6 separate regions of the Mus musculus genome follow, and all the other regions are linked to region 1. Evidence: chromatin contacts called from public HiCAR-type, HiChIP or PLAC-seq and promoter capture Hi-C data. All regions are on one chromosome and are shown on one strand. The core of a region is the stretch at or near the end of the contact, and the rest is flanking DNA. Distances in the headings are between cores, read along the strand shown. Region 1 holds the start of Efcab11 (EF-hand calcium binding domain 11). Region 2 holds the start of Spata7 (spermatogenesis associated 7). Region 3 overlaps Ptpn21 (protein tyrosine phosphatase, non-receptor type 21). Region 4 holds the start of D130020L05Rik (RIKEN cDNA D130020L05 gene). Region 5 holds the start of Ptpn21 (protein tyrosine phosphatase, non-receptor type 21). Region 6 overlaps Eml5 (echinoderm microtubule associated protein like 5).

The links. Promoter capture Hi-C pulls out the DNA fragments that hold promoters and counts their contacts. HiCAR-type assays count read pairs that join an accessible place to other places. HiChIP or PLAC-seq counts read pairs in DNA pulled down with a chosen protein or histone mark. Capture Hi-C pulls out chosen DNA fragments and counts their contacts.
Region 2: a contact with region 1 is called in a promoter capture Hi-C map of adipose tissue. The contact joins the promoter of Spata7 here to the promoter of Efcab11 in region 1. A contact is called at or near these places in 2 of 39 promoter capture datasets (the 3T3-L1 cell line and embryonic stem cells) and 1 of 9 other capture datasets (adipose tissue).
Region 3: a promoter capture Hi-C map of liver shows a contact between it and region 1, with 2.7 times the contacts expected there. The contact joins the enhancer-like site here to the promoter of Efcab11 in region 1. A contact is called at or near these places in 10 of 39 promoter capture datasets (the 3T3-L1 cell line, 3T3-L1-derived adipocytes, the HPC-7 cell line and 6 more), 1 of 484 Hi-C or Micro-C datasets (the N1E-115 cell line), 2 of 115 datasets of contacts at active chromatin or transcription factors (extraembryonic endoderm stem cells and large pre-B cells) and 1 of 9 other capture datasets (adipose tissue).
Region 4: a promoter capture Hi-C map of erythroid cells shows a contact between it and region 1, with 6 times the contacts expected there. The contact joins the promoter of D130020L05Rik here to the promoter of Efcab11 in region 1. A contact is called at or near these places in 1 of 39 promoter capture datasets (erythroid cells), 1 of 484 Hi-C or Micro-C datasets (natural killer cells) and 1 of 9 other capture datasets (liver).
Region 5: an Esrrb HiChIP or PLAC-seq map of embryonic stem cells shows a contact between it and region 1, with 49 times the contacts expected there. The contact joins the promoter of Ptpn21 here to the promoter of Efcab11 in region 1. A contact is called at or near these places in 9 of 39 promoter capture datasets (the 3T3-L1 cell line, 3T3-L1-derived adipocytes, the HPC-7 cell line and 5 more), 8 of 484 Hi-C or Micro-C datasets (CD4 T cells, the G1E-ER4 cell line, the N1E-115 cell line and 3 more), 9 of 115 datasets of contacts at active chromatin or transcription factors (the NIH/3T3 cell line, astrocytes, embryonic forebrain and 5 more) and 1 of 9 other capture datasets (embryonic stem cells).
Region 6: a HiCAR-type map of astrocytes shows a contact between it and region 1, with 2.9 times the contacts expected there. The contact joins the enhancer-like site here to the promoter of Efcab11 in region 1. A contact is called at or near these places in 14 of 39 promoter capture datasets (the 3T3-L1 cell line, 3T3-L1-derived adipocytes, the HPC-7 cell line and 7 more) and 1 of 115 datasets of contacts at active chromatin or transcription factors (astrocytes).

What each region holds. Positions count from the first base shown.
Region 1 is chr12:99,881,231-99,886,441 of GRCm38.p6, reverse strand. It overlaps Efcab11 (EF-hand calcium binding domain 11), which reads left to right and starts at 3,000. Exons shown (of 6, transcript NM_030172.2): 1 at 3,000-3,160; 2 at 3,585-3,680. The coding sequence starts at 3,086. It overlaps Tdp1 (tyrosyl-DNA phosphodiesterase 1), which reads right to left and starts at 1,924. Exons shown (of 16, transcript NM_028354.5): 1 at 1,890-1,924.
Region 2 is chr12:98,625,858-98,631,068 of GRCm38.p6, reverse strand. It overlaps Spata7 (spermatogenesis associated 7), which reads right to left and starts at 2,927. Exons shown (of 11, transcript NM_001289572.1): 1 at 2,735-2,927. The coding sequence starts at 2,753.
Region 3 is chr12:98,672,183-98,677,393 of GRCm38.p6, reverse strand. Ptpn21 (protein tyrosine phosphatase, non-receptor type 21) reads left to right here. Exons shown (of 19, transcript NM_001146199.1): 19 at 1-653. Among named protein-coding and RNA genes, the nearest start is that of Spata7, 47 kb to the right of the region's middle. Within about 2 kb of position 2,348, at least 156 of the 459 cell types and tissues checked have an H3K27ac peak or open chromatin away from gene starts, as enhancers often do. A contact at or near this core is called in the HPC-7 cell line, the N1E-115 cell line, adipose tissue and 3 more, where this site is marked.
Region 4 is chr12:101,080,154-101,085,364 of GRCm38.p6, reverse strand. D130020L05Rik (RIKEN cDNA D130020L05 gene) reads right to left here and starts at 2,914. Exons shown (of 2, transcript NR_038050.1): 1 at 866-2,914. Ppp4r3a (protein phosphatase 4 regulatory subunit 3A) reads left to right here and starts at 1,663. Exons shown (of 15, transcript NM_211355.2): 1 at 1,663-2,636. The coding sequence starts at 2,495.
Region 5 is chr12:98,734,845-98,740,055 of GRCm38.p6, reverse strand. Ptpn21 (protein tyrosine phosphatase, non-receptor type 21) reads left to right here and starts at 2,651. Exons shown (of 19, transcript NM_001146199.1): 1 at 2,651-2,691.
Region 6 is chr12:98,793,270-98,798,480 of GRCm38.p6, reverse strand. Eml5 (echinoderm microtubule associated protein like 5) reads left to right here. Exons shown (of 44, transcript NM_001081191.1): 37 at 1,860-1,974; 38 at 3,862-4,050; 39 at 4,195-4,367. Among named protein-coding and RNA genes, the nearest start is that of Gm35463, 6.6 kb to the left of the region's middle. Within about 2 kb of position 2,555, at least 10 of the 459 cell types and tissues checked have an H3K27ac peak or open chromatin away from gene starts, as enhancers often do. A contact at or near this core is called in astrocytes, where this site is marked.

The DNA.
Region 1 (5,211 bases), core at 1,751-4,250:
AGGGACATCGAAAGAAGGAGAATACAGGTGTACCCCTCTACCCACCGAAGTCCCAGCCTGGAATCAAAGCAGCAGTGATTCCCACAGTGGAAGCAACTGGGGCCTGCCACCGACTGGGCACATAACAGCACCCCCCTCCAATTCCAATTTCTACTTAAATCAAGGAGAAAGCTAAGTTGTAAAAAATGCTTTACATTTTGCTTCTGAACTCCCAGTGGGTCCCGGACTCCTCCACAGGCACCTGTAACACTTGTTTTCCTGTCAGTAGAATGTAGCTTATGGCTCCATTACAGCTATCACAGCAAAATAAAGTCTACTTTGTAAAAGTATTTACATAGGAGTAGATTCAAATAAATATGAAGAAAATAACAGCATATGTGTAAAGAGAATAAATAAAAACTAAGGCAGGCGAGGCAATGGAATTTGGCAGTGTTGGATACTGTACCAAGATGGGGGAAAAAATCTTATGGAATCCTTTCACCAGACAGCAAACTCAGAATGTCATCAGAAATTTCCTTAAGGGCTTTTAAAAATATGCATGGAGGGCTAGAGCTTTGAGCCGTGGATAAGAGGGTTTGCCATGAGTTCCAAAGCCCAGCATAATACCTGTGCCTATGACCCCAACATTGTGATAGTCAAGGAGGTCTGAGAGTTCACTGGCCAGTCACCCAGAAAGAAAACTGCCGCCATCTTCAGGTTCTGTGAGATTCTGACTCACTAGAACAGGGCAGAGCGCAACTGAGGAAGACAGTCGGAAACTGCCTGTATAGGTGTGTGTACAAACACACACACACACAACAGCTGATGAAAAAAAAAAAGGCACTCCGCTTAGAACCTTGCTTCCACTATTCCCCGGTTGGCTGAGCAGACTCAGTATTTCTTCTATATAGACACTACTCCTCAGACATTTAAGACAGAGGCACCAGATTCTTCCAAGGTGGTCCTTCCTCTGAGCCGGGAAGTAAGCAGAATTGAGGTCGGGGATAAAGAGTTAATAATATAAAGCTTCTATCCTAGACAGGTTTAATTTCAGGGTGAAAGGCACACATTAACACATAAAAAGCCTAAAAGTCAAGATGACTACAGATGCTCACTACATTTTACAGGGATAACTTTTCTTTGGAATCATTTGTGGCATAGCATGAGACCTGGGAGGGAAAGGAATCCGCGGGCTAAAAGGCAGTCGAGAAACATTCCAGACAGATGGAATCCAACCTGCTGAAGGCCAGGAGGAGGTAGCTAGGTTCTAACTGTAACACAGGAATGGTCCAGAAAGAAGGGGTGGGGACAGTAAGGCAAGTTAAAAGCCGAATTTTATTCTAAAGACAATGGGACTCCCAGTGAGAGTGCCTTGGCCCGTCTAGTCTTTTAAAATGATCATATGTAACACAACTTTGTGCACACGTGGCGATAAGGACGCTTCTGCAGGAGCTGGGCTGTGGGGTGCTGACGATGGTCAAGGAGCAGTAATTTGGGGGTACAGTAAGCAAATCGTAAAGCTGCCAACGTTCCCCGAGCGCTCAGCTCTGCCCAGACACAATTCCAAGCGTACAGACTCATTTCAACCTCAAGACAGCCCAATATCACGGCGGTGTCCCTGGTGTGGAGCGTGGTCCACGGAGGGAGCGAAGGCCAGCGGCTCTGCAGCGCGTCCCAAGGGTTAGGAGCGCAGGGTCCGGGGCTCCCGGGACTCAGAGCGGAGGAACCCTGCCCAAGGACCCCGGCCTCGCCGCTCTCCTCGCGGTCCTCACCGAGCCCTGCTGGCCTTCCACTACCACATCTGATGGCAGCGGCCATCGCGCCGCCATGAGGAGGGCGGGCGCAGAGTTACCGCCGCCGCTGCCGCCAGAGCCCGCCCCGAGCCGGCGCCCGCAGCGGCAGACACCTACCTGACCCGCCAGGCCGCCGCCGCCGCCGCCGAGACTCCGCCCCGCGGCGCGCCCGCGCATGCGCGCAGTTCAAACTCGCCGGCGCCGCCGCCTAGCTAGCCAGCCGCTTCCCCTTCCGGAAGCCCCCCACTGGGTCCTAAAGACAGCCTCATTTGCCTGAGACCAAGAGGACCAGAAAAGAGCCGAATGAACGCCTCACTCTCTGCTAGTTTCCTGTTGAAAGAAGAGAGAAACAGAAAGCTGTGGTAGCTTCTCTCTCGAGGTTAATTTGCAAACAACGACTCCATTCTGGGGATGCTTTTAGGCAGCTTCAGGCTCTCAAGGCTAAGACAGCGGCGTGCTCTGGGAGATGGGTGAGCGGTAGAAAAAGACAGCTGCTTCAGACTTTAAAATCGACTGCTAGATAAAAAGTTAAATGAGCTCCCATCAGACTCAGAACCTCCTTTGAAGGTTTCTCCTTTGAAACGGTCATGTTCTTGTCAATCTCACTGATTTGCCAGAAGGGTAGAGGGTATTCCTCATCTTCTATAAAGATGTCTGGTATGGGATTCTTGTGCTGTTCCTTAAGTCAGCCTCACGTCAGGCATCGCCTTCCGGGGGGTTGAATAATCAATTCTGTGTAAACATTCAAAAAAACGGGACATTCCGTTTAATTGTCCTAGACACAGTGTTACGTGCCAGGGTTACCAAGAGGGCGAAAATAAACATAGTAGCTGCTCTGCGAAGGCCGTCCAAAGACTTGCAGTTTAAAAATGAATCTTGGTGTTCACTCATTATTTGTGTTTGTGTGCTTTTTTTTTCACATTCTTCGTGTGTCTCCTGCCAAATCTAGCAATGACACGGGTCAGAATAATCAAAAAGAGTTTATTGTAAATTTGGGAGAGAGCCTGAAAGCAATCAAAACGAGTTAAGAGAGCCCAGAGGTACCAGACCTCCCTTAAGACAAGAAAAATCGAGTAGGGGCGGGGCCAAGGTCTGGGAGCGGGCCTTGAGGCCCCGCCCCATCGTTAAACAGCGCCTTTAACCAATGACAGTACGAAATCAACGCCAGTGGCTCGGAGACTGACCAATGGGAGGAGACGTTGGAGTTGCGCGGCGAAGTTGAGTCCCAGCGGTGGTGGGCGAGGCCGCAGTGGCTGGTCTGTGTTCTCGCTGCAGCGGAGGAGACGCCTGGCTTGGTCTCCGTGTCGGTGGCGATGTTCTTGTCAGAGGCAGGCGCAAGGCCCCGAGCAGGCGAAGCCAGCGCCTCAGAACGCAGGAAATGGGTGAAAGTAGGTGTGGGAGCGCGACCCGAGTTCAGACTTAAGCCTGACCAGGGCCACTTCTGTCACCCCTCTTGGTTCTGGCATTGCTGCAGGACTCTGATCACTTCCCCGCCCACCACACTGTCCACGGATAATCACCTCGACCTCCTATCCGTCCCATCACCTTCCCAATCCCAGGACTGAGCTTTCGAGTACAGTTTATTCCAGCGGTTTAGAGGAATGGATTTGTCAGCCCCTTAAACTTGGTCAAGTTCCTTAAACTTTGGGGAGAGGGGACAGAGGGAAATCTTTAACTCGGCGGTTATATTGCTTGAGAATTAAAACTAGAGTACTGAAACTGCATTTTGAAAGCTCCACAACCAGGTTGAGTTTAAGATGTCTGTGTTTCTGGTTTCTGGCTTACTAACTGTAGATGTTTAATATTCCTTAGGTATTTAAAGCATGCGATGAAGACAACAAAGGCTACCTAAGCCGAGAGGACTTTAAGGTTGCGATTGTAATGCTGTTTGGGTACAAACCCTCCAAGGTTAGAACGTTTCCTCTCTTCCCCTCGTCTCCTTCTCTCTCCCTTCCTCTTCTCCCTTCTTTAGATGGGGCGGATAATGCTGTAGAAATGAATCCTAAGAAAACTGGCCAGGAATACTTTCTGATACCTGTAGAGCAAATCTCTGATTTATAAGCCTAAAATGCCTCCACCACCTAATTCCCCGCAAACCCCTCCCCCCTTTAAAGGCCCAAACAGGTGCAAACTAGGTATCTATGCCAGTAGAGGCAACAAACATCTCCACGAGTATTTATAAGAAATATAGGGTGGTAGAGAGTGGGAGTCTGGGAGGGGAAGGTGGTCTTGTAAGAGGAAGAATCCACCGGCTAGCTGATACGTATAGTAAAGTTTCTGGGTGGCTTTATTTAATTGGTAAAAGTAATATGTTCATACAGTCCACAAGATCCCTTCTCTTTACGCTAGACTGGGGTCCCACTTATCAGGGGTTAACCAGTTTCTTCTGTATTGTTCTACATACAGGTATAGGCACAATCTTCTACAGAAGTTCCACACTGTTTTATCTTAACATCCATTTTCCACTTAGCAACAAACCCAAAGCAAACCACATTACCATCTTAAAATACAGTTGTACAATATTCTCTTTAGCCAGTTTACCCTTTGTTGTTGTTTGGATTAACCTGCAAGCATTGTCTCAGTGATCATCATGTTACATCTACATACACCCATAGATCATGCCTTTTGTGGAATACATGCGCACATGTGCCTCTGGGTGTGTATGTGAGTGTGAATAAATCATGGATATGTAATTGCTGTACTTGGGAGCATTTGATAGATCAGGAATTCAAGGTCAATTTGGACTACACAATGAGACAACATTTTAGAACAATGACAAAGAAATGAAGATACCAAAATTCTTGGAAATATAATTGCTAAGTCTAAGGATGTACACATTTGACTTTAATTATCTTTCTTTTTTTCTTTTTTTAGAGAGGTAGGTAGGTAGGTAGGTAGGTAGATAGATAGATAGATAGATAGATAGGCAGGCAGGCAGGCAGGCAGGCAGGCAGGCAGGCAGGCAGGCAGGCAGGCAGGCAGGCAGGCAGGCAGATTGTGGCCCAGTGAGCTTCCTTAGGGTGGTTTACAGAAGGTGGGCACCTTATAGCCCCTCTGCCTTCCTTGGCAGGGTTTTGACAGGCCAAGTCTTGTACAGGTAATCACAGCTGTTGTGAATTCAATGGTGCAGAAACCATATGGTGCTCAGAAGCCAGCACTGCGTGTCACTACCCCCACTTCCTCTGATTCTTACTCTTTCCACCCTGTTTCTTCCACACGTTCCCTGAGTTCCACAAGTACACCCTGTGGAGGGTGGACTTGAAATACTCTGGCTGTTAGTTTCCCGAAAAGGCTGCACACCTCCTCAGTAATTAGACCACAGCTGAGCCCCAGTGAACCTTCTATTTTAGTATGATAGTTTCCTATTTACCCCTGTCTCTGTGCTGTTCTGCTTGCCTGTTATAAGCAGTTTAGAGACAGATCCATTCTTGTTAAGCTG
Region 2 (5,211 bases), core at 1,678-4,177, 1.3 Mb after region 1:
TATTTTCAGGATGGTTTACTTTGAGACTTTATTTTTACTGAAGTGATCAATAGGTCATTTATGTCACTTTATATATAATGATTTCATTTTGTTCACTACTGACACATTGGATTTTTGTTTTGAGATAATATATATTTTGAGTTATATTTATTATATTATTTTCTTTTGAGATTAGGTCTTACTATACGGCCCAGGCTAAAGCTGGTCTTGAATTCCTGGACTCAAGTGATCCTGCCTCAGCCATCCAAGCAATTGGAATCACAGGCACACACCAATGTACCCAACTAAACACACTATATTTAAAGAGAATTCCAATAATGTAAAAATAGTGTCGGATCTTTCAGACTTCATGGGATTAGAAAATTACATAGACACCATCACAAAATAATTTTTCTCCACAATTTAATTGTATGTCCGGTAATGATATTTAAAAAGGAGCAGAGTTTCAGTGTTATTATAACTAGTATATAGAACATGAATACTATAATCCTCAGGCAGCTTTTTTGGTTGTTTCTTCTTCATTTATTTACATTAAGATATGCACTCACTGGTTTCTAACATTCCTAACAGATAAATGTCATGTTTAAAACTCACAGGGCTGCAGGGAGGCCTAGACAAGTCATTTTACCTGGGCCCTCTCTCAGGCATCGCTTCTTCCAATGCGGACATTTTTTCTGTTTCTTGATATGACTTTTTTTTTTTTTTTTTTGCCAATGCAAGTGTTAGGTAATACTGTAGTAATTACTACTTATAGCTACTTTTATGACTGTTTAACAATCCTTTCTACTCATTTAAATAACTTAGGCACAGGTTCTATATCTTGACTGGACCCAGAATGATCTGAAAGCAGTCTTAAGCTAAATGCCCAGAAAAAGAGCAGTCTTGTCTAAATTAAGACTAAAAATTGCTGCATGAGATGGATGTGGTGTTGGTGGGACAGTCAAATTCTTCAGCTCAGTTTCCTAGAGAATTTGATTTTATTAGCAATCAGAAGAAACTTCACTGAGGAAAAAAAAATGGTGTTTCAGTACTTTCCCAACATTTCTGCAATTTTAGGAATAGGTCACTTTTAAAGGTATTTCCAAGGGAATGACAGATTAAAAAACCTTTCCCAAGCTCTTCTCAGTTGGCTGTCCCAACAGGTTGTCTCCTCCTGTTTTTCCAGCACAGGTTGCTGATATACAATGAATGGTGGACCAATAGTCTCATTTTTTCCCCTTTCTCCTTCCTCCCGTCAGACACTGGAAATAGAGCCTTAAAGGTGATCAAGCCTAGCTCCCCATTTTTCAACAACTAAGGCTTGGCAACGTAAAGTAACTGTCAGGACGCCTCATTCGTTGCTATCAGAGACTAGATACAAGACCTCACTAGTTGCTATCAGAGACTAGATACAAGACCAGTTGTTCTTCAAGCTGATGGCTTTCTGCCGTATCACACTCTTGAAGGCTGACCTCACAAAAGCATTTGCTTACTGTGAGGAAGGGAGGAACGTTTTCCCCCTTGGGTATCTTTAGTATCTAATATTCTGAAGTAGCTGAGGGAACTAATAGAATCTAAGACGGTTACTTTAAACTAAAATTAAGCATTGAGGTTTCAACTAAATGAATGGTTACTTATAATTTAGTATATAAAAACTAGCCCAGATACTTATTGAATATAACATTTATACCAGGAACGATGTTATTGATATATGTTATGGGCTAAAACTGAAGCCACCTAAAAGTATAAACCCATTTACATTTGTCACCTCATTTAAAAATAAACACTAAAACCTCACTAAGTCTATTACTAAACAAATGTAAGTAAAAGAACTTGAGGGTTTTAGCTTCTTAGTCTGGGGCTTGTTCTGTGACCAACCATGACACTAGGGGAATTATTTATAATCTTTTGTTTTATTCATTTCAAAATATGAATAATACCCATTTAACAGGATTTGTGTGTAAACAAGTGTTGGGTTACGGGTGGAACACTGCAAAGGTTTAAAGTTTATTTTGTAACCATTTCTGAAGACCATAACAGCATTTGGTGTGTTTTCCTCTAGAGCTTAGGTTGGGATGGTGTCTGAATATCCTCCCCCCCCCCCAACCTTGTATGCTAAGCAGAACACTTATTTTGATGAAATTATTGTAGAATAAAGGTGCATGCAAGATGAAAGCAAGGCTTAATTAATCATTAGCAGGTCGATTCAAAGGTAGTCTTTTGCTATTAAACATTCAGTCCAATGACCAGCCACATTGGAAGTTTATTACAAATGCAGTATCCCAGCTCCTACCTTGGAGCCACTGAATTATAACCAGCTCTGGGTGAGTCAGTTCTGGAGGGAGGGAGAGAAGGAGGGAGGGAGTGGAAGATTTCATGTACTTAAAATGCACCAGGAGCTTGCTGTATATTATCTGCACTTAACCCCCAAGAACTCCGTGGCATGGGTATTTACCCACTACCTTCAAGATGAGCAAACTGAGCGCCGTTTCTGTGAAAGCAGCCGGCCTGATCTGGGGCTCAGGTTAGATTTCAAAGACCAGGCTAGTATTCCGCCTAGAAGATACCCAAGTGATACAGGCTGCAGGGTCCCAGGATCAGGGGATGGATGTCAGGCAGTAAATCAAAGAGCCGGGCATGCGGGGCCTCCCTGAGCTCAGGGCGTTTCTAGTTCCAGCCATTACCCTGCGACACTGAAGGAGGTGGCAGGCAACCTTAAAGGCCATGGGCAGCCTGGACCCGCGCAGTCCCTTACCTCTCCGGCTGCCATCCATGCTTAGTCCTCCTGCGGCCTCCGCGGTTGTATCCCCTTGGTTCTTACTGGGATGAAGCCGAGCTCCCCCGCAGCGGAGGTGAAAAGGAAAAGACCAGGACCGCGGGGGCGCAAAGGGTCACAGCGACAGTCGCCAGGGCGGTTGCTAAGGGCGAGCTCCGCGGCTGCAGATTATGACGTCACAACACAGGGACCTGTGCTCCTAGGCCCCGCCCCGCCCACGCCCCCAGGCACTCCTGCTTACCGAAAGTGCCAGCAGCCGGCGGGAGGATGGCCACGGGTCCCAATCTGTTGTTCTGGGATCCTGGCAGTTATCCAGAGTGAACTGTCCGGAAAGAGAGTCATATCTGCTTCTGCCAGCACTTTTAACTTGGATGCCTGTGATTCGAACTCAAGTCCCCAAGCTTGCAGCGCAAGCGCTTTTGACACAGCAGTTATCTAATGCAGCTACTCCCCCCCCCCCCGCCCCAAACCCCAAGTTTGTATTGTAAGCATTGCAATTAGTGTGAATTTCCTTTCTGCCTACTGAGTTCCTCAGCTCCTGCACTCGCTCTCCCTTTATCTTTAAAGCCACAAAGATCGGTTCATTTTGAATGGAAGAAGGCAGTGAGAAAAGTGTGGATGTATTCCGCTGCTTTCTGCGAGTTGTTTATTTTTGCAGTAGTTAATTGTGTATCCATGGAAATAAGAGCAGAACGGGGTAGAGGGAGTGCAGAAAGCATTCTGTCCCGCTAGGCTTTTCAGCAACCCGTTCTTGAACTTTTAGGCTGGATGGATAAGTCCTTGTTGTGGTATCATATAGCAGTATTCCTGGGCTCTGCCCACTAGAAGACCACAACCCATTAATTGCAACCTAATTGCAACCAAAAATGTCACTAGGTATTGCCAAAGGTTGCCTGAGGAGGAAACTACATCCCATTTGAGAACCTCTGTAGTCACAGAAAGCATACTGGATTCCGAGCCAGATTTGCTGAACTTTGAGCGTCTAGATATTATGGTTGGTTTTTATGGCACCCTAGTGAAAGTTAGAACCTCCAGAATAGGGAGGCTTTCCGGATTTCCTTAAATGATTTGGAAGGGGCTGGGGAGATGGCTCAGCGGGTAAGAGTACTGACTGCTCTTCCAGAGGTCCTGAGATGTTGGCTCACAACCATCTGTAATGGGATCTGATGTCCTCTTCTGGTATATCTGAAGAGAGCAATGGTGTACTCATATGCATTAAATAAATAAATAAATAAATAAATAAATAAATAAATAGATAAATTTTGATTTTGAAGACCCACTCTGATTGAAGGTGTTATCATCTACTAGCAGTCCAGATGTAAACGGTCATGGCTGAAATTCACCTCTTCTGGCTTGTCCTTTCCTCAAGTTGCTTTCTTCTGCTGCTGTGGTTGAATCCTTCCACACCAGAATCAGTTCTTTTTAGTTTTCTATCAGGATCTAAGGTTCAGCAGCTCTCTCTTTCAGGTTTTTTTTTCACCAGATCAGGACAGCTGAGGCATCCAGCCTTGTGGACAGAGCAACTATGCCAGCCTCCCCAGTGAGAGATGGGCACCATGGGGTGGGGGTGGGGGTGGGGGAGTTACTCTGACTACAGAGGCACTCAAGGATGAAGAAACTACTGAGTTCTCAGCCTCTCAGCTGTAATTCAGCTGTATTTGCTATTTGTAAGCTGACTTAATAAGTACACACACACACACACACACACACACACACACACACACACACACATCCTGTTGGGTTCTGCTCGTTTATAGAACTCTGTGGACAGTGCTATCTCTAGGCAGCTCATATAGAGGAATTTCAATCCAGCAACATGGCTACTCTGGCTGGAATAGACACACCTTGAGTACACCCCTTTAATCCCAAGCAATAAAAGTAAGGTTAGTTTACAGAAGGAAGGAGCATGTTTGAAAGGGCAGGTCAGTGAGTCAGTGTAGTTAAATTCAGTCAGTTGGGGTCAGTGCAGTGAGCGTGGTGAAGTGGATTGGAGTTCATTCGTGAGTTTATGCAGTTCAGTGCAGGTCCACAGAGGCAGGTAAAGCCAGAGAAGGATCAAGAAGATTAGAATAAATTGCCAGAGTTAGTTTGAAGCCAAACAGAGCAATTCAGTGAGAAGCTGAGAGAAGCCAGTTTGAATCAGTCATCTTGGTGAGGGAGGAGTTTGAGCCAGAATAGCTGAGTTAAACCAGCCATCTGGAGTTCAGAAAGACCTAGCAAGGGTGAGTTTATCCAGCAGTTAGCCTCCAAGAGTACAACTACATTAGATGAATAAAAAATATTTTGTAATATGGCTTTGGATTGTGTAGAAAAGCAAATTGAGCAAGCCTTGAGGAGCAAGCTAGTAAGTAGTGTTCCTCCAGGGTCAGCTTCTAGGTTCCTGCCTTGAATTCCTGTCCTGACTTCCCTTCATGATACACTGTAAATTGTAAGTTGAAATAAACCATTTTATCCCT
Region 3 (5,211 bases), core at 1,099-3,598, 1.2 Mb after region 1:
TTCTTTTCCTAAACCACAGCCCAAACTGATGGGGCCACCAGAAACTGCTGTGGTGTTCAGGCGGTACTTGAATTTAGCACCGTAATCCTGTCCTCCCCCCCCCCCCCCCCCGGAACAGTTCTAGGTACTCGGCCTCCCTCTTCCATCCTATTTGGTTGGGCACATTCTCTATTGGTCAGAAGTGTGTCAGGTTTGAAGCAGAAAGTGTTCTTGGCCCAGGCTCAGTCTCCTTTGGGAGATGTGGAGGACAAGCTGGCAGGCTTAACTGAGGTGTGTCATGTTCATGTGTGTCCGTGCCCCCGAATCCTAGGCTGCCGCTTCACAGTGTAGACCTTCTAGAATGTCCGATCTAGGACTAGCTCCCAAATGATACTGTCCTGCCATCATTCTGATTTGACTGTTTGTGGTGAGCATCGCCCTCCATGACAACTGTGCTAGCCCAGCTAAGCACAGTGGACTCCAGTGGACAGCACCCCAGGGTGGGGTTGTGTGCTCTAGTTTCCATCTCAAGCCTGTGACGGACAGGACTTTTGTCAAGTTTGCCCCAATGGTACGCTGTTTGAAGAGGCTTTCCTGTCACCTGAGCATTTGGAAATTTCCCACTGACAAGAACATTGTAAAACAAAACTTTAATTAAAGAGTAATATATGGCATGTTCGTGTTCCTGTTGCAATACTTTGATAAGTAAATTCCTACGGGGCAGCATTATACCGTTTCAATCTGTCACCCTTCAAATGTCACATCCTTGACATCACTTCTTCGGAACATTAATTTTGAACTTAATTACAGCTAGCAAATGAGAATTTCTGAGTGAAAATAACTCTACGTTATTGTATTTAGGAACAATATAGTTTTCAAGGGCCAAATCAAAATTAGGGTTTAAAGGTTTACTGTGCCTGAGTTGAGAACGTTACTGGCACACATGTTGCCAAATGTATGCAGTGCTTCATGGCTCACTAAGGATTTTAGTTCCTTGATAGTATTGATGTCAAACCAAAGTTATCAAGATGTACATTTCCACAAAAATAGGTTGTAAACCAATGTTTGTACTAGTTAACTTTGGTATTTCTGGCCTCGGTGTTCCTGATTACTGGGGGCTTTTACTGGCATTGCTGTAGTTTTGAGGCCAAGCACCTTGATTTTAGAGCATGGACTAGAACTGTAACCGGTCATCGTTTTCCTCAGGAGCTCCTACTGCGAAGCGCTTAGAAAGCCATAGACTTCAGTATTTAAAACTTTTTGGCAAGACAGATGTGCTCCCTTAGAAACTTCCAGAAAGAGAGATGCCTACCTAGGAACACAGAGGGGAGGGCAAGGGTGTTGATATAGCACTGTGTTCACATCATGGCGTGGCTGATTCATTTCACAGAGGCAGAGACTCTTCCCTTTTGCTTGCAGTGTAGAGATAGAAGTTGTTTAATATATGTATTATATATGTATATAATATATAAATTATATAAAGTATATCTTATATATGTAATATATATTATATACAATACTTATATAATATATACTATGTTATATATTCATACACTCTTATAAATATTTCTTAATTATATGTTTTGTAAATATATCATTTATATATTATTTAAATAATGTTTATACATAATATATAATATACATATATGTGTACACGCACACACACACACATATAAAATGTTAAGACAGTGTAGTCTGTGATGGACTGGAGCGTACTCTGTAGACCAGGCTGGGCTTGAATTCCTTGAGACCTGCCTGCCTCTGCCTTCTGAGTGCTGGGGTTATAAGTAAGGCTTCCACCACCATGCCCGATTTAAATTATGCCTTTAAAGGAGACTCCTGGGTATAAATTTAGTAAGAAGAGAGCACATGAGACAAGATAAAGTGATCTTTTATTTGAAATTCATTTTTAAAAACTAAACCCCAGGTGGGTCTTTTTGGAGTGACAGCCGAGAGAACTTTCTATATCTCTGCTCTAGTCGTAGTAAGTGAGATTATGTCCAGGAAAGGGGAGGGTAAAGGCCACTCTGCAAGCCTGGGTTGGATAGAGATTGCAGAGAACATTTGATGGATTCTTTGGTTGCATTAGTGGCATCACCTGGGGATTTCTGTCAAATCTCAAACATTCTAAAGGCTCATTGCATGTAAACCACACAGTCACATTTACTTCTGCACACCATGCAGTAAGTCATTGTGTTAATTCCTTTGGTTTGTCCCCCAAAGCCATGGTGAAGGGGTAGGTGGGGAGTGTGAGGCCAGCAGAGAGGGGAGGTGAAAGGTAGGAATTGTAACCACCAAATCTCTGTTGTGTCCTCTGAGATCATAGAGCGAGCGGCTGCTTACTGCTGCACCCTGGTGGTGAGACAGGAGAATAAACTCTCTGCTCTGCCAGGCAACGAGGACTGAGACTCACAGGTCAGGCCAGATCAGTCCGAGGTTCATAGGAAAATTCACAGAAGTGGTTATCTCAGCATTTTCTGCAGGAACCTGAATGGTGCATGGGTGGTAAGGTGCCAGATGTGGGGCTTAGAGACGAAGCAAGCGTGAATACTGCCTGAGAATGTGGCTGTGAGGCGAGGTGAAAGGGTGAGTTAGCAAAGCACTCTACATTTCCCAGCATGCTTATCTACCACCCTCTTCCTGGACTGGTAGCTGGATTGAGATGGGAAGTTTATAGAGCCAGCAGAGGGGCACTGCCAAGTGCAACAGCGCCACCTGGAGGCTGTCTTTAGATCATCGCATGTGTATAGGAATCAGGTTTTAAACCATTAAGATTGGTGATGTGTGCTCACAAAATTAAAGCACCTTGAATAATTTGAAGTTCATGAACAGTTTTCAATATATTGACGATTAAGCTGTGGATAATAATATATCAAGAATGCGTGCATAAACGTGTGTGTTTGTGTGTGTGCCCGCGTGCCCCTGCGTGTGTATTCCTTATTGAAGCAGGACCAGTTTTATTTCTGGACCTTTACCTACTAAGCTATTTTACTACCCTTGGTTTTTAAACTGTACATTATTTTAGTTGTGAGATATGAATAATACCCACTTGAGCATGCACTTGAATTTTAAATTTTCACTTTTTAGTAAGGTACACATATTAGTGCTATGAAAAGGTATCAGATCACGTGGAAGTGATGGACATCGAGTGACTGATCTTTTTACTGCATTAGTTACTTTTCTGTTACCATAACAACACACCACGACTAAGGCAGCTTTTAAGGAAAGCATTTCACTGGGCTTAGAGTTTCAGGAGGTTAGAGTTCATGACTGCCATGCAGGGAACGCAGCAGCAGCAGGCAGGTGGTGCTGCAGCAGTAGCTGAAAGCTCACATCTTGCTCCACACGTAGGAGGCAGGGGGAGCTAACCTCGAAAAGCCTGTCCCCAGTGAGACGCCTCCTCCAGCAAGGCCACACCTCCTCATCCTTCACAAACAGTTGCCTTACTCACAGTATTTTATCATAGTGACAGAAAAGTAACAAAAAGAGTTGATGATGGCAGAGGAAAGGCAGGATGGCAAGAATAGCTGAGAGCTCTTGATGTACGAGTGCGAATGACACTGAGCCTTTTGAAACCTCAAGCTCAACAGACTCCTCCCCGCCTCTGCAAAACAGCATCTCCAATAAGGCCACACCTCTCAATCCTTCCTAAAAAGTTCCGTGAACTGGGGACCAAGTAGTCAACATAAGCCTCTAGGGGCCATTCACATTCTCATTCAAACCACTACATTTACAGTATTTTTCATGTAGAGTTAAAAAATGTAAAAAGAATTTTGGTAAATCTTAGAAATATCTATCTATGCATCACTCAAATTGTATATATTGTATGTAATATAATTTAAATTTTTGTTTATATAAAATATACACATTAATATTATAGTATATATTACATATATACACCTAATTTTAAATAACATCATAAGGGTATTAATGCTAATTACCAGACATGAGAAATACAAAGTTGGTCAGGGACAATTTATGAGATCACCAAACAACATAGGCTATTGTCATTGCCCTTGCTCTTGATTTCCTCCTAGAACTTGAATGTAAGTCCCTATTGTTGATGACACCACACACAATAGATACAGGACTTGGAGGAATCGAGCTGGGTCCAAGCTTCTCTCTGGAGTGGCATGGTACCAGAAGGAGCCATTGAAAGCTGAGAAGGAAGAAGAGTAATCAAGAATCCTATCCAGATGTGATACCTACGAGCCACAGAGAGGACCAGATCTGCAAGGTATTGCCAAAGGTACAACAGTGGCACGTAGACTGTGTGTGTGTGTGCATGGCAGTTTACAACTCCCGTCACTTAGGGAATCAGGGAAGGATCCAGAATTCTATGGTCATGGAGGAGCACTGATTATCAGCTTCTTCTCCATGGCTTGCTCAGCCTTTTTTCTCATACAACTCACCTGCCCAGGGGTGTGGTCCCACCCACATCAATCATTAATCAGGAAAATGTCCTGCAGGCCAACTTTGTGATGGCATTTTCTTAGTTGAGGTTCTCTCTTCCCAAATGACTAGCTTAGGTCAATTTGACATAACAACTAGCCAGAACAATTCAACTAACACACAAACGTATCACTATTTAGCTACAGCCTTTTGTGTTTACCCCCGAGATCTCATGTTAGTACCAATGTCTCAGTGAGTGTGGGATGTTGGTATGGAGTGGGGAGGTGGACGCAGTGCAAAGGGACCCATGGCTGCTGAGGCCATAGAACCTAGACAACCTACTCATGCCACTTTCCTAACCCAGTATAATTTCTAACTGCACCCTACATATTCATTCTTAAATCCACAGGTAAGTGTAGACCTCACCACCCATTAAACTAGCTGCACATTGCAGGAATTTCTACTACAGAAAGACACAATGTCAAATGCAGAGAACCGCTAATGGGCTGCCCAGCCCTAGCTGACATCACAATTCCTTCACCAGATCCCAAAGCTTAGGGAGGGGAAGATACGATCCAGAGGACGGGGATGTCTGCTGTGAGATTATGTTGTCTATATACGATAGGAAAGTTGATATCATAAACTCTCAATAGTATGGCTGCTCAAACAAGATCTGAACAATGAAAACACCAGTTGCCATCCCAAGGTAGAAGGGAGAAATCCTGTGTCTATATGAAGAGCTACAGGCAGTTTATAACTAAGAGGCTAGTTGACCTTCCTCAGGGATAACAGCTCTCTCTCTCTCTCTCTCTCTCTCTCTCTCTCTCTCTCTCTATATAT
Region 4 (5,211 bases), core at 1,665-4,164, 1.2 Mb before region 1:
TTGAGGAGCTGCTAAGGTCACTGCCCTGTGGGGATATTGGGGATGTCTGGGGGGGGGGGGGCTTGTTAGTTGACGTAGGAGCACCCAGCCCATGGCAGGTGGCAATATTCCCTGAGTAAGGTTGTCCTGGACTTTATAAAAAAAAACTAAGTATGAGGGGAGCAAGCCAACAGGCAACATTCCTCCATGGTTTCTGCTTCAGGCTCCTGCTTTGAGTTCCTGCCCTGATTTCCCTCAGCAATGGACTGTGACCTAGAAGTATACGCCAAATAAATTATTTCCTCACAGTACTTGTTCCCAAACACAAGCTGGCAATTCTGAAATTCTGAGAAGTACAAATCCTGGTGTACCCTGATTCAAAGTCTCTAAAGGACACTTTATAGAGGAGAGGAAGACCCGGATCATAGCAATTTAGGAAAGCTCTGGAAGACACAAAATAGTTTGTAAATGATTTCCATCATCAGAATAAGCCAGGAGACAAAATACTGAGACTGGCTAGGTGTGTTCTATTGGGTTCTGTACTCCAGCAAAACAGTTTCAGAGGGATGAAAGCAACAGTTTCTTCTTTGATGGGTAAAGAGTCAAGGCAGATAAGAAACTATTCACTGTGTAAGCTCTGCTAGTCAGTCTCCAAGGGCCTTTAAAAAGGTGGTTCTCAACATGTGGGTCTCGATCCCTTGGCGGTCAAACACGGGACACAGCAGATATCCTGCATATTACAGTTACGAAGTAGCAACAAAATGATTTTATAGTGAGGGAGGGGTCACCACAACAAGAGAAACTGTGTTATAAAAGAGTCAGAGCATTTTAGGAAGGTTAGAAGCATTGCTATAAAATAATCAGCATAGAGGGCCATACTGCTAACCTGCTCTGCTTGGAGCTCATGGGCTCCATCTAGATGCTTGAAAGGATTGCATTCTGGTATTTAGAAACAGCAACTGCTTTGTTTTTACATGCTTCCGAGTTTTGTTGGTGAATGATTTCAGGTATGTCTTTGCGAGCACTTGTCTCTGGTGTGGGTTAAGAAAGATCCCAGCTTCTCGCATACGTTGCTTCAGCCAGTCAGAGCAACATTGTGAGGCTGTGTTTCAAAAAAAACAAAAAAACAAAGAATTTCATCTTATTCATACAGTACGGCATTTATCTTTGCAAGCCCTTCAAGATGTGTTTTGTTATTTTGTTTAAAAAAACAAACAAACCAGCCTAGGGCTACAGACGATCAGCTTTGATAACCGACAGAGAAAGGGAGATAACCGCTGATTATTGTGAGGTGAGTGCTCAGAATGATCCCGGGGAGCAGTGCCACGCGTGAACACCGCGTCGAGGGTTTTAGACTTGCCCGGCCATTGCGTGCCTCACTGCATCCCGCCAACCTCGCGGTCCAAACGGTCCTCTCTCAGAAACTTCTCTATTTCAGGCCAAGGGAAGAAGAGGAGGAGGAGGAGGAGGGCGGGGGGAGGACGAGGAGGACGCCAGCAGCCCGCGCCCCCAGGGCCGACTGCAAAGGTCCTCCCTAAAGCGTCCGGAGAAGGCTCGCACGGGAAAGGACGAGCTCCGGGATCAGAGTCCAGTCTGGCTCCAGAAGCCGCCAACAGACTCCACACCCCTTCCCCGCCCGGAGCCGAGGTGATGACGAATTCAAAGTGCGACGGACGCACACGCAGCCCGCGCTTGCACGACAGTACGCGCAGGGCAGCGCGAGGGAGTCCCGGTCCGTCACCGGCGCGACTCGCGTCCCGCCTCCTCCGCTCCCGCCACCCCCGCAGCTCCGCGCCCGCCTCGGTGCAAGGCCTCGGCCGGAGCGAAGCTGCCGGCTCCCGTCTTGTCGCTTTAAGTGGTGGGGCTTGCGGGCCGCCCCTGCCGCTACTGCCTAGGTGGCCCCGCGCGCCGCTTTTGAGGGGCGAGCCAAGATGGCGGCGGCTTTGGCTCTGTGAGGAAGACGGAAGAGGCGGCGGAGTAGGGAAGGCGGCTTCTAAGAAGAGCCAGGGGTTCTCGGGTGGCCAGAGGCGTTCGGAGTCTCCCGGGAAGTGCTACCTCACCGGCTTCGGATGCTTTAAGCGGGAGGAGCGGAGCGGGGCTTCCTGCTGCAGCGGCTGGGCCAGGTACAAGGGAGGAAAACATGGCGGCGGCGGCCTGAGGAGGCGGCGGCGCGGGAAAGCGGCTCTGCGGAGGTCATGGTGGAGGCCGGAGCGGGTCTGTGAACCGAGCCGCACCTCGTTGGAACGGCGGGCCGGTAGGCTGCGTAGTGCTGCGCGTTCCCTGTCGGGGCTGCTGGGCGGCCGCGCTCGCTCGGCCTGGACAATAGCGCCGGGGAGAAGGAGACGAGAGAAGGCGGCGGCCCGGGGCTCGGACCCGGGAGCGGGCCATGCGAGCGGCGGCGCAGCTCCGCGGCGGCCAGCGGTGGCACTGAGGTCCCGGAGTTCCCCGTTTGCGGCCGCCCGCCTTTTCTGGACACTGTCCCTGGGCCACTCGGGCGGGGCCCCCGGCCGGCACGATGACCGACACCCGACGGCGGGTGAAGGTCTACACGCTCAACGAGGACCGGCAGTGGGACGACCGGGGTACTGGCCATGTGTCCTCCGGCTACGTGGAGAGGCTGAAGGGCATGTCCCTGCTCGTCAGGGCGGAGAGCGACGGTAAGTGACCCTCACTGGCCCCTCTCAGAGCAGTGGCGCTCGGACTGGGACGGCGGGAGTGCGGACGGGAACGCCACGGGGTACCCAAGTCCGGTGGAGCTCGGTGGAGAGCATTCGGGGTGTCCATCCTTAACCCGAAAACCTTGTGGCGTTGGGATTTCGAGCAGAGCGGAGCACGTTGCGCCGTGCTGCCTTTCCAGTGCAGAAAGGTCGGAGACCTGAGATCCTCTTTCCCCGGTGGTTTTTGCACCGTCGTGACCTTGAGAAAGGCATTTAACGGAAACGATCTGCTCCCCCCCCCCCCACACACACACACCCCTTAGTTCACCAATCTGTAAAGCAGGCATAAAACCTTGCTTGGCGCTCGTAAAGTTCATAGCTGTTGCACACTTTGAGAAAGTTCTGTTCTGGTGGGATTGTTGTTGTTTTAAACCTTTTCCACCATATCTTTCAGATTTTAGGGTCTGCAATAAGGTCTATAAATCTGGCAGTTCCACCAGACAGAGAAAATGCTGCTTTGGCTTTCGAGGACACACATGTCTTGACCGGGGTTGGTTGTCTTTTTCACAAGAAAGGGAGATGATTATTATTGTTGTTATTGTTTTGTATTTTGAGACAGGGTTTCAGTATGTAGCCCAACTATCCTGGAGCTTGCTCTATAGACCAGGCTAGCCTTGAACTCAAAGCTTGCCTTCCTCTGCCTCTCCAGTGCTGGGATTAAAGTGCTGCCACACCTGGCTAAGAAAGAAAGACTTTGTAGGTCTTCTGTGGGAACTCGTGAACCTTTGGAACATTTTATTGCAAGCTTTTCTGATTGTTTAAGCGTATGGTCCTTAGTTGGTTGAGTTGGCTGGTGGGGAGAGGTATCTTTTAACACTTGAACAAGTCCTTCTGCTTTCACCTCAAGTCTATTGAAACAGTCTTCAGTGTTCAAAGATAAGGTTGTTTGAAATAACGGTTTCACGTTTTAAAATATTCCTTTCTTAAGGGTTTGCATTCTCTGAATTTCACTCTTGGAAGAAAATACATATTGGCCAAAACTTCAAATTGTTTTTGGAGCAGAAGTATAGTTACCTTGTTGCATTAATTTGCAGTTTTACAGTTGAGAACTATTTGTAGCTGTTTCATGTCTGAAATATTGCAAATTTATTTCAAAGATTTTTTTTTTTCCCCTCTTTTTTGGACTAGACTCAGAACTCATTCCACAAAAACCAAGATTTTCCTGTCTGTGGTTGAAGACTGTAGAAACATTGATTTGAATTGAAGAATGGTTAACTTGGAGTATAATTATAAAGATTACCCCAAATAAGTTACCACTGGTAAAAAGTTACTTTCTAACATGAAAGGCAGGCAGTTTCTGGTGACTTGGAGGCCAGCCTGGGTCTACATAGAGTCCTAGATCAGCTGCAGTTACATAGTAAGACTTGGTCTGAAAATTTTTTTCTGATTACAACAGGTATATTTTCAGAGCTGGGTTCTTATTTGGCTGCTAATATACAAGTTAAATGTGTTTGTGACAGTCACGTAATCACCTCTGCATGTTTGTACATGTGGAAACTTTCCTTACAGTAAAGTGGAAGTGTGGGTTTCAGGGTTAAGCTTATTGTGAGGATGGGCTAACTGGGAATGGAATCCACACAGGGACTTGAGCATGCTAGGCAGTGCTCTACCACTGAACTGCCTCTAAGACCCAATGTAATTGTGAGATTTAACTAGATGTAAGCTTGAATTTCAGAACTAATACATGTAACCATACTCACACCAGTGTGCTTTATTTGATTATGCAAAGATCCTTCTGGTTTTTTGGAAAGAGTCTCCTGTAGTACCAGACTAGAATCAAACATTGTGTGTAGCCCAAAATATGGAAGTTCACGATCCTCTTGTCCCTATCTTCCCAATGCCTGGGATCATAGGTGTACTACTACATCCAACCTGTTTTGTTTTGGAGCCATTATCTAGCTATGGCTGGTCTGCAACTCAAAGCGATTCTCCTACCTGAGCCCCTGAGTGTTGGATTACTGCAGTGAACTACCACAGCCAGCCAGTTTTACAAAGGCCTTTAGACAGGATAAGCATGTAGACTTTCTGGGTGGTGGTGGCGCACGCTTTTAATCCCAGCACTTGGGAGGCAGAGGCAGGCGGATTTCTGAGTTTGAAGCCAGCCTGTCTACAAAGTTCCAGGACACCCAGGGCTATACAACAAAAGTCTGGTGTTTTATACCCTTTTATATTTTATCACTTAGGAAATAGCCTCTAAGCCCCTTTCTTCCATTTGGAATTTTGAAATTCTAATTTATTAGAACAGGTAATTCCTCTCCCCGCACCCCCCCACCCCCGCCCCAGGAGGGAAAAGAGTTAAACATAATTACTGAACTACCCCTTTATATTTGTGTTATGTGGAAAGGTAATTTTGAAGAATGGATTTAACCTGGGTGTGGTACCTTACTCCTAATTCCACCACTGAGAACACAAGTTAGGAGAATCTCAAATTCAGGGATTACATAGTAAAACATTTTCACTAAACAAGAAAGAAAAAAGGGGCTGGAGAGATGGCTCAGCGGTTAAGAGCATTGAC
Region 5 (5,211 bases), core at 1,402-3,901, 1.1 Mb after region 1:
TTTTTATAGGGTGAAGTCAGGATTCTTGTAGTGAACAATAACTTATACTGTAGAATATGAAGGATTTCACTAAGATACCAAAGCAGATTAACTCCTAAGAAAATACTGTTTGAGGAGCTGGAGGGATGGTTGGTAAAGAGTGTGCACGGGCTGGGCAGTGGTGGCACACGCCTTTAATCCCAGCACTTGGGAGGCAGAGGCAGGTGGATTTCTGAGTTCGAGGCCAGCCTGGTCTACAAAGTGAGTTCCAGGACAACCAGGACTACACAGAGAAACCCTGTCTGGGAAAGACCAAAAAAAAAAAAAAAAAAAAGTGTGCATGGGTTCTGCAAAGGACACATGTTAGGTTCCTAGCACCCACACTTGGCTGCAACTCCAGCTCTAGGGTGTCCAGTGTTCTTTTTCCAGCCTCCAAAGACATTTGTACTCATGTGTACACACCTGCCCGCCCACACACAGACAAACACACATCTTTAAAAACTCCTTGTCAGTGGATCACCCAAACCCATGTCCTCCCAGCCTGTCACTATTATCATTTTAGGTCAGAGCTTTCTTTCTACAATTGTGTGTGTGTGTGTGTGTGTGTGTGTGTGTGTGTGTGTGTCACTATTATCATTTTAGGTCAGAGCTTTCTTTCTACAATTTTGTGTGTGTGTGTGTGTGTGTGTGTGTCTGTGTCTGTGTGCGTGTGAAAGAGTATGTGCATACAAGTGCAGGGTCAGGCAGATGCTCGAGGTGTTGGGTCCCCGTTGGAGCTGGCGTTACTGTGTTTGTGAGCCACCTAAAATGGGAGCTAGGAACTGAACACAGGTCCTCTGCTAGAATAACCCTTCCCCTTCCCTGCTGAGTCATCTCTCTAGCACTCTTTCTAAATTGTATTTGTATAACTTAATTAGAATTGCCTTCAATTGTAGAAGTGTGTATGACGTGCCACTTTCTGGGCAATAAGATGTAGACATGTGCACTGTGCACGTATGTGCATAATAGTCTGTATCTCTCTAAGAATACATAGGAATCAAATAGCTCTCTCCAGAAAAGCTGGGTGTCTGGCAGGCAGAGTGGGAAGACTTTCACTTAACAATCATGTTGTAAATGTTGGGGTTAAGCCATATAAATCGCCTCACCCCCTTTTGTAGGAAATATTCACCAGTAACTTATGCCTAATAATGTGTCCTCATGCCTTGCCATGGGGATGTTTCTGCCAAATTCACATGACTGAGGGAAACAGAGCTTAAGTGCATGGTTGGTAAATGACATCTGTAGACTGTGAAGAAGTTCAACTTGGTTGTCTAAAGCACCACTTGGGTTTTAGGATCATTTTCTATTTTTAAATTTCTTTCATTTTCTTCCCGATTCAATTAACACGTTTTTATTTAGTGCCTACTGTCTGCCCAGAACTGCCCTCGGAATTCTAAGAGGTATAAATGAAGCCTCTACGAAACAATTTATAATATTCCTGCCAAGTGCGGCAGCCACGGCGTGGCTAGAACTTTTTTTTAATCTTGGAAGTAGAGCCCTAAATTGAGTCGGAGAGGCGTGGAGGGTTGACATAAATGGAAAGGGGTCTGGTGGCGCTGCCCCCTCTTTGTTGGGGACAGTGGGCATGCTGGAGAGAAGGTAATTAGAGTGGCCAAGGACGCACTCTAGACCACACATAGAGGTCTAGTAGCTGAACTTCACCTTGGGCGAACACTGGGAAGGACTGACAAACCCGAGGGAGAGTAACCATGGGAGTAGTGCGAAGAGGAAGAACTCTGAGGAGATGAAGCCAGGTGCTCGCGGTGTGGTTTAGCAAGAATACAGTATAATAATAAGCACTGGAGTCCCGCTGAGGGCAGCTCCTCTCAGTTCTCTCTGAGCTACTTCCATGGTTACTCCTTGGCAGTAGTCCTTCCCAGTGGTTCTCCAAGGTAAAGCTAAGCTATTACACATAAAGGGGAGATCTAGAGTGGCTTCCCTGGGCTTCCTTATTTCTAGAACTCTTATCCCTCTGCTCCCTAGTGGATTCTGGGGAGCAGCACCTCCAGCCTGCTGCCCATTTGGGTCAGCTTTCCACTTCTCTCCAAGTTCAGAGTTCCTACAGAGGAGCAGTGTGTGCTTGATGGGAGGAGCAGGCACTTAAAGCGGGTAGGGTAGGGGGCGTGTAGAAAGTCTTGAACTGTCTTCAGCAATGTTCAAGAGTACTCCAACAACCCCAGTTTCTTTACAGACCACCACCTAATAATGCAACCAAGCCCTTTCTACCTGGACTCAAAATAACCTCCTCTTCACCTCCCTTTTTTCTTCTTCTTCAAAGCTCTGCTTTATTTGGAAACTTAAAATAACTGGTCACACGGTTAAAAACAGCAGCGGCGCGCCCCCTCCCCGGTGGCCGGCCGCAGCTGTCCGGCCTCCCCCGCGCCCTGCCGCCCGCATTCCAACTCTCTGAGGTCACGCGCCGCCGCCTCCCCGGATCCGCGCGCCCGGCCCTAGGGGAGGGACGCGGGCCCCGCAGCTCCGGCCCCGGCCCCCGAGCTCCCCCAGAGAGTGCCGCCGCGGCCCGGCCAGTGCGGGCAAGGCGTGCGGTCGGCGCGCGGGCCTGGGGCGCGGGCGACCGAGCAGCAGAGGCTGCGGCGGCTGCGAAGGCGCGGAGCCCAGGGAGGCGGGACGCAGAGCCGGAGCGCGGCCCCGACCCGGCGGGAGCCGGAGCAGGTGAGGCGCGGGGGACTCGGGCAGGGGCGTAACAAAGAGCGAAGTCTTCCCTTGCTCGCTCTGATCTCCTAGTCATTTCTAAAAAGAGTCTGGAACTTCTATTCCGGACTCCTCCGCGGATAGTTGAGGCTTAGTTCTGGATCGGGGTTTGAAATCTTGGGCATATTTGTGACTCTCGGAATATGTGGAGTATGAAGGTTGCCGTATAACTTTGGCAACAAGGGGCATAAAGGAAAGTCTGTTTGGCAACTCCTTGTTTCGGTTTTGGAGCAAAGCGTCTTTACTCCTGGAGGAAGAATTCTTGGATCTGCAAATTCCGACTTGTGATTTCTGTAAACCCTGTTTAGATTGGCTGCTCTGAGCATGCTTGTCCTATCCCCAGCCGCCGCGGCCGAGAAAGCCTTATGATTATAAAGAATGTTAGTAAAAACCTTCTGAATCTTTATGAGCTCCAAGGAACCACTGCAGTATGTCTAATAGTTACTGACCCATGTTTTCTTTTCTCTTTCTTTTTAAGTTTTGGACAAGACAACAGTTCCACACTGGAAATAGTTGTTTTGTTTGTAGGCCATTTGGTTATATGCACAAATGTTCTGTGAGAAACAGGATTGATTTAAGGCACTAAGATATAGGCGTTCTAAAAATGTTAGGCTCTCTTTTTTAGTGAATATTTAACGTTAAAGGAATAGTGGCAAAGTTCCATGAACATGTGGTGACTGACTTGAGGTGTGACTCGAGTTAAAGTCTCTGGTGAGACTCAGAGTTAAAGTAAATTTGAGAAACCTCTAGAAGGGGGTATGGCTAAGAAAAATGAGAAATGGACTCGCTAACAGTGCAGAGCATCTTCTGTAAACCCGTGAAGCAGGATTTAAATATGCATCTTTTCTTATTCTATAATGGGATGATTTTATAGAGAAATTAGCCTGATTTTCTCTTTTAAAGGCTATATATAGTCTATTTCATTTAGTAGTTGGCACCTATACCAACCCTCTCCAGAGTATCTTAAGTTTCTACCTCTTGGCTGTAATATTGAAACATAAGTTATGGCATCATCAAGATATATTAATCAAACATAAAATTTTAAGTTACTAAGCAGTTTTTCCACAGTAGGTTTTATATGAATAATCAAGAAACCAGACATTCTTAGGAGAAGATGCATAGAAATTTAACAATCAAATGATAACAGTTGCCCAAATAAAAAGAGAAAACATTGGTTTTTCCTCCTCCCCAGTGCTGTAAAACATTCCAAATCTCAGCGACAACTGGAAATTTGAGTTTGTCTATTCAGAACTTAATAATTAAGCTATATAGTGTAGTATACTGTGTTAAGGGCATAGTTCCATCTTTAGAGTGGAGACACTAGCACATTTGACAGTATATAAATCAGATGTCTTCCCTTTGGACGCATGAAACTTTTAAAAATATACGTTAATGTTTTAGTTGCCACAATTTGAAGACTGAAATCTACAACTTATGAGATAATACTTTGCACACTACACTTTCGTTGTTGTTTAGGTTTAGAGAAGCACAATTAGTGTATCTCCTAGGTAAAAGCTTGTTTAACTTTTTAAAAGTATTTTCATTTTCTTGATTTTTTTTTTCATTTTTGCTCCATTGTTCATACTCTGGAAACAGCAAAGAATATTGAAAAATATTGCAGACAGAGACTTTATCTTATTATAGCACACACACACACCCGCCCGCCTCCAATTCCGTCTATGGAATAGTGCTTTTACCCAAGTAAGGCAGTCAGCAGTTACTAACATACTGCTGTAGGTTCCCCTTTTGTTCCCTGGCCTTCTTCAACCCCAAGTTTTTAAAACTTGTCTTTCTGGAAAGAAGGGGGAGCTCTCACTAGAGAGCTCCAAAGAGCCAAACAAACAAAAATTTTAGGAACCTTGACCATGTCCCTACTAGTGATACAGCTCTGAATATAATTATAGAAGCCTGCAATCTCCTTAAGGACAGAGACGGCTTAGGGTTCGTCTTAGATTTCCTCAAGATGCTCATTGCGCTGCCTTGTGCTCAGAGAGGCAGAGCACATTTGTGGAATGGAATCCCAAGACGTTACGTTTGGCAATCTAGGGTCATAGCTAAATCTCATTTTCTAGCTCAGCCATTCCACAGGCTGGGGTGCTGATGACCTCTGTGGCTGAGTCTCAGACGGTGAGCAGGACAGAAAGGAGCGATGAAGAAGACCAGGGAGATACAAAATAGTTAGGTCCTTATTAGCGTGAAACCGAGAAAGCTGTTTCTGCCGAGGCCTGCGTTCGGTTTGTCCTGTGAGGCTTATGGACGGATTCTCCCATCGCGCAATCTCGCACCCAAATAGGTAATCGGCTAGGATCCAGCCTTACTAAACAATTTATCCTCGGAGGAAGGGGCGGAGGTGAGAGTGGAGGCAGTGTGAGGAATGGAAATAGCTGAGATCTTTGTAAAATTGTTAAGGAGAAAACATTTCTAGTTGACATACATCCCAAGTTGTTGCTCGCCCCCTGTTCATTCACCACAGAAGTTACT
Region 6 (5,211 bases), core at 1,306-3,805, 1.1 Mb after region 1:
GGCCAAACCCAGATCATCGGGCTTAGAGTGTCTGTGCCCACTGTATCATCTTGCCAGCCCACTGTTGGACATTTTACACACACCTGAACTGCAGCCAGGGTTCTACTTGTCTGAGACAGTTGTCCCTCTGATTAAGAATAGTGTCCCAAGTCCATGTTTGTTTGCATCAGTATTGCTGACAGGACATGAAGGGAACCCTTTACTATAGAACCCAGGTTGCATCTTGATCCCCTGTTGTCTCCCCATTGTAAGGTTTCTGTAGCTATATGAGCAAGGAGAGAGAGAGTGCTGGAGACGGCCTTGCGAAATCGGTCTTCTAAGACCTTAAACAGAAGTGTGAGGAGAGACCTTCAAGTCACTTTCAAGTACCTACACTGTAACCAGATACTTAAAACTGATTTGTAGGCTGAGGTGAGGGCTCAGGGAGTAAACGTACTTGCTCTATGTGCCTGATGACCTGAGAGTCAATCCTAGGACCCACAAAAACCTGGAAAAGCCAAACCAAGTAGCATAAGTATTTGTAATCCCAACACTGCCCCATTGGAGAAGCCCAGCCAGATGATCATTTGGATCATCTGCAAAGAAAGATATCTAAAACATGGTGGAAAGGGAAGCCTGACACATGATGGAGGTGCACACTGGCCTGTGACCACACACATAACCAAAAATTAAAAAGAAAAAGAATTGAGGGTCTGGAGAGACAGCTCAGCAGTTATGAGCATAGACTCCTCTTGAAGAGGACCCGAAGTACACACACACACACACACACACACACACACACACACACCAAGACATGTATGCACATAATTTAAAAATCTGTCAAAAGTCAAATTAAGGCTGGGTGTGGTGGTGCACCTGGGGAGCAGTGGCAGGCGATCTCTGAGTTCGAGGCCAGCCTGTCTACACAGATGTTGCCACAGTCACATAGTGTGACTGTCTCAGACCCTGTGCTCCTTCCTCGCAAAAGATAAAATCCATTTGCTACCAGTGTAGTCACCTGCAGAGTAGAAATGACACAGCAACTGAAGGGCAGTCTCTCCTGCAGGTTGGAGCCCAGTTCTCTACTGAGCAGGAGTTATGGGAAGGTGTTTTCTCCAACTACAGCAAACAAACTGAATTATTTTTCAGTTCTTTCGAGAGAAACTCCATAAGTCGCTCTACTTCACCCTTTCTATAGTACTCGAAAGCCAAGTGTCTCCCACTGCACACTGCCTCATTCCGCACCTCCACTCACTGCCAGCTACACTGTCTCAGCAGTGGATCTTAGTGATTGTAGAAGTGTGATGTCCTTTTGGCCCTTAAAGGTAAAATCCGTGGCACTGCATCTATAATCCTCTTTTTGCTTTATATTTTAGTTATCTTTCTAATGTTAAAAATGGTTTGGTTTGTTTTTTTGTTTTTTTTTTTTAATGGTTTTGTTGGGCTGGTATGATAGCTTAGCATTCCTGGGGATGAGTTCAATCCCCAGGTAAAGAGGTAGAAGGGGCAACAGATTCCAGAGTCGTCCTCTGACCTCCATCATCACCCCGTGGTATGTACACATACACACAATTATTTAAAAAATGTGGATTTTCTTAGTGGAGAGCTATAATGAAAAGTGCATTGTGATGAATCATGGACTAAATACAATTATGCTTGTGTCAGAAGAAAATTTTATTTCACAAAATAAAATTAACTGAACTGAGTATATGTATCTTGATTGAAATACAGTATGTATCCGTAAATTTCCTGAAAATTTAGAATACTGGAAGTTATAAATAAGGTATTTAAAATACTCCTGACAACTAAGTGTTTATAGTGAAAATTATTGTAGTGGTCAATTATAAATACTTACTTGGGTTTTGTTTTTATATACCTAGGTCAAAGGAAGGAGGCGCAGTTAAACTGTGGGATCAGGAACTGAGGCGATGCCGGGCCTTCAGGCTTGAGACAGGACAAGTCACAGATTGTGTTCGGTCTGTGTGCAGAGGCAAAGTAAGGTGTTCCTTGAGCCAGTGAGATGCAGCAGAAACTAGAGAGCAGCTGTGATCCCCGCGCTTTGCTTAATAAGCAGTACTTAATGATACATAGTGGTGCTGTTATTTGCTGTTCACTAACACAGAAAACTTGTATCTAAACACTACTTAAACCTCTGTATTGTCTTGAATCTGCTGGTTGAACTATGGTAAGATAGGATTGACAATCCTCACTATTGACTATTTCTTCACTTGACATCCTGACTTTTCCCCATCCCTCCTCTCCTGCCAGGTCCTCCTTTACAAATCCTTTCCCTCAGTGCCTGCTCCGCTTTTCCTCAGAAAAGGGAAAGCCCCTTTGGGTACCCTGGACATACAACTGCCCTAGGTCTAAGCACATCCTCCTCTACTGAGGCCCAACAAAATAGTCCACTTAGGACAAGGGGATTCAATGGCAGGCATCTGAGTTAGACAGCCTTCTGTTTTGTTTTTTGGTTTTTATTACTCGCTTTTAATTAGAGCAGCTCTTTCCATGTAGCTCCAGCAACAGCAGATTTCCATGGTGCTACTGGCTTACTCTGAGGAATTCCTCCCTTAGAGATCCCCATTCATGTGTGAGCAGGAGCTTGAGGTGCAATGCAGGAAATGTCTGGTTGTGAGCTATGGTCCTCTGTAAGAGCGGCAACTGCTCTAAAGTGCTCAAACATCTCTCTAGCAGCTTAAGCAGCTTTAAAATTTAAAATTTAAAGGTTTTAAAATGATGTAGTTTACTTATCCTGCATTTAAAAATAGACCTTTTTATTAATATTGTAAGGTGGCTTGTGAGAGGCACTGTTTGTATCAATGGGTGAGGGATGGATACTGACGAGATTAAACTCCAAGAGAACCCACTTTGGTCTTGCCTTAGCTTCCTGGGTGGATTAAAGATGTGCACTCTTACTCAACTCAGCTGTTGTACACGCTTGAGTTCAGTTGTCTCACAGAAAAGGATTATTGTTGTTTAAAAAGTCTTAGTAGCTGGGCACCACCTTGAATCCCAGCACTCAGGAGGCTGAGGCAGAGGCAGGCAGATCTCTGAGTTTGATGCCAGCCTGAGCTACAGAGTGAGTTCCAGGACAGCCAGGGGAACAGAGAAACCCTGTCTCAACCTCTCCCCACCTCAAATAAAAATAAATATAAATAAAGACAGGGGGAGGGGAGGGGAAGAGAGGAGAGGAGGAGAGAAGTCTTTCTGATGAATTGGGGCAGAGGTTTGTTTTGTTTTTAAGTGCATCCAATTCTTGATTTGCAGTTAGGGGAAAAAAGAAATCAGATGCCCTAGGATTTTTCCTCTTTCAGTGTCCCTTAATTTCCCCTATTCTGCTTCCCTTAAAAGCAACAAAACCTCATACATCTCTGTAAAGAGTGTCATGCACTTGCACTGCAGGTCTATAAATCGCATGCATGTGCTGTCCTGTCTGTATACTTAAAGCCTCGTTAGGTTTACTTTAAAATTTCTACTATTGAGACAAGTCCTTGCTGTGTAGTCCACGCTGGCCTGGAATTTGCAGTTATCCCTCCTCAGCCTCCGGGTGTTGGTATTACGGGTGTACGGCACCACACCTAGCATTCACTAACTTAAAGATGAATTCCAGTTCTTTCTCCCTGTGTGTCAATGCACTTATTTTCCAATCTGGAGGTCCTAAAGTTATCATAGTCAAAGCCAAAACTCTGCGACTGAAGCGTGGAAGGGCATCATTATAGTCTCTAGCACTGACTCTCCCATGTAGTAGCCCAGCGATGTTGCAGTTGTGTGGCCCTAGGAATAGAAATGTTCGTATGAACTAATGCTCGCTTTACAACTATATTAGCTCAAAGCATGTAACTATTGTATCGCATTAAGTATATTGGTCCTTTTGTATTTCAGGGCAAGATACTAGTTGGGACAAGGAATTCGGAAATAATTGAAGTTGGAGAGAAAAATGCAGCATGTAACATTTTAGTTAATGGCCATGTGGATGGGCCAATCTGGGGACTCGCAACACATCCCTCCAGGGACTTCTTCCTTTCTGCTGCTGAAGATGGGACAGTGAGACTCTGGGACATTGCTGATAAAGTAGGTACAAACGCTTTAATGAGAGGTTATAGTTTTTAAGAAGTGGAAATACTCAACTGCTAGCTTTAACTTGGTATTATTTGGAGGTGTGGGGAAATTGATTTCGTTTGTAATTGTTTCCTGTGACTCTTGCTTCTTATGCAGAAGATGCTAAACAAAGTGAATTTGGGACACGCTGCTCGGACAGTGTGTTATAGCCCCGAAGGGGACATGGTGGCTATTGGAATGAAAAATGGAGAATTTATTATATTACTTGTGAGTTCTCTAAAAATATGGGGAAAGAAGAGAGACAGGCGATGTGCAATCCATGATATCAGGTTAGTCAACAGATGGAATAGATTTTCCAGTTCATTTTTACAGCGACCACTATGAACATTAAAAAACTTGCCCATACATCCAGATTAGGTCCTGACAGGCTAATACCTTATTTTTGTCATATGGGGGGGAAACCATACCTATGGCTTCATGCCTTTGACACAAATGCTCTATTTCTTGAGCTATATACCCAGTGTCTATATATCAGTTGCATGCTGGTGTGGCTATATATTCTCCTTGCTAAATTAAAAATCCCAATGAGCCTCACTATACTAGACATGTGCAGTAAACTCACTGTGCTGAGAACTATTTTGTACTGTTTGATACAAGAGACCCAGCAGCCATTAAGAAGTCTGAGAACCAAGGTTTAATTATTCTTGTTTAATCTCAGCAAGGCTTCACAGATCAGCTGTGGCCTTCCTCCCCCTCAGCTTCTCCTGACTGCCTTTCACATGCCTTCCCGGAATCTGCATTCCTGGCTCACTCATTTAGCCAGTACTCACTGAATATCTATTTCCCAGAATTCAAATTAACCGAGCGTTCTTTGAAAGATTGCATTGTGTGTGCATGTCTATACATACAATGTACATTTAAGGTATGCACATACCACAGGGTGCACAAGTTAAAGTCGGAGGACAGCTTAGACAAGTTGGTTCTCTCTCTACCACATTATGTCCCAGGGATTGCACTCAGGCTGCCAGGCTTTATCTACTGCGTGGTCTCTGTGGCCTGTAACCCTTTCTTGATCCTTTTGTTTCTTAGGGCTTAAACTAATTTCCATACTGGCTACCCTTACAAAACGCTGTGCAAATCGATAAGAAAAACTCTTAACTGATTTTCCCTCGC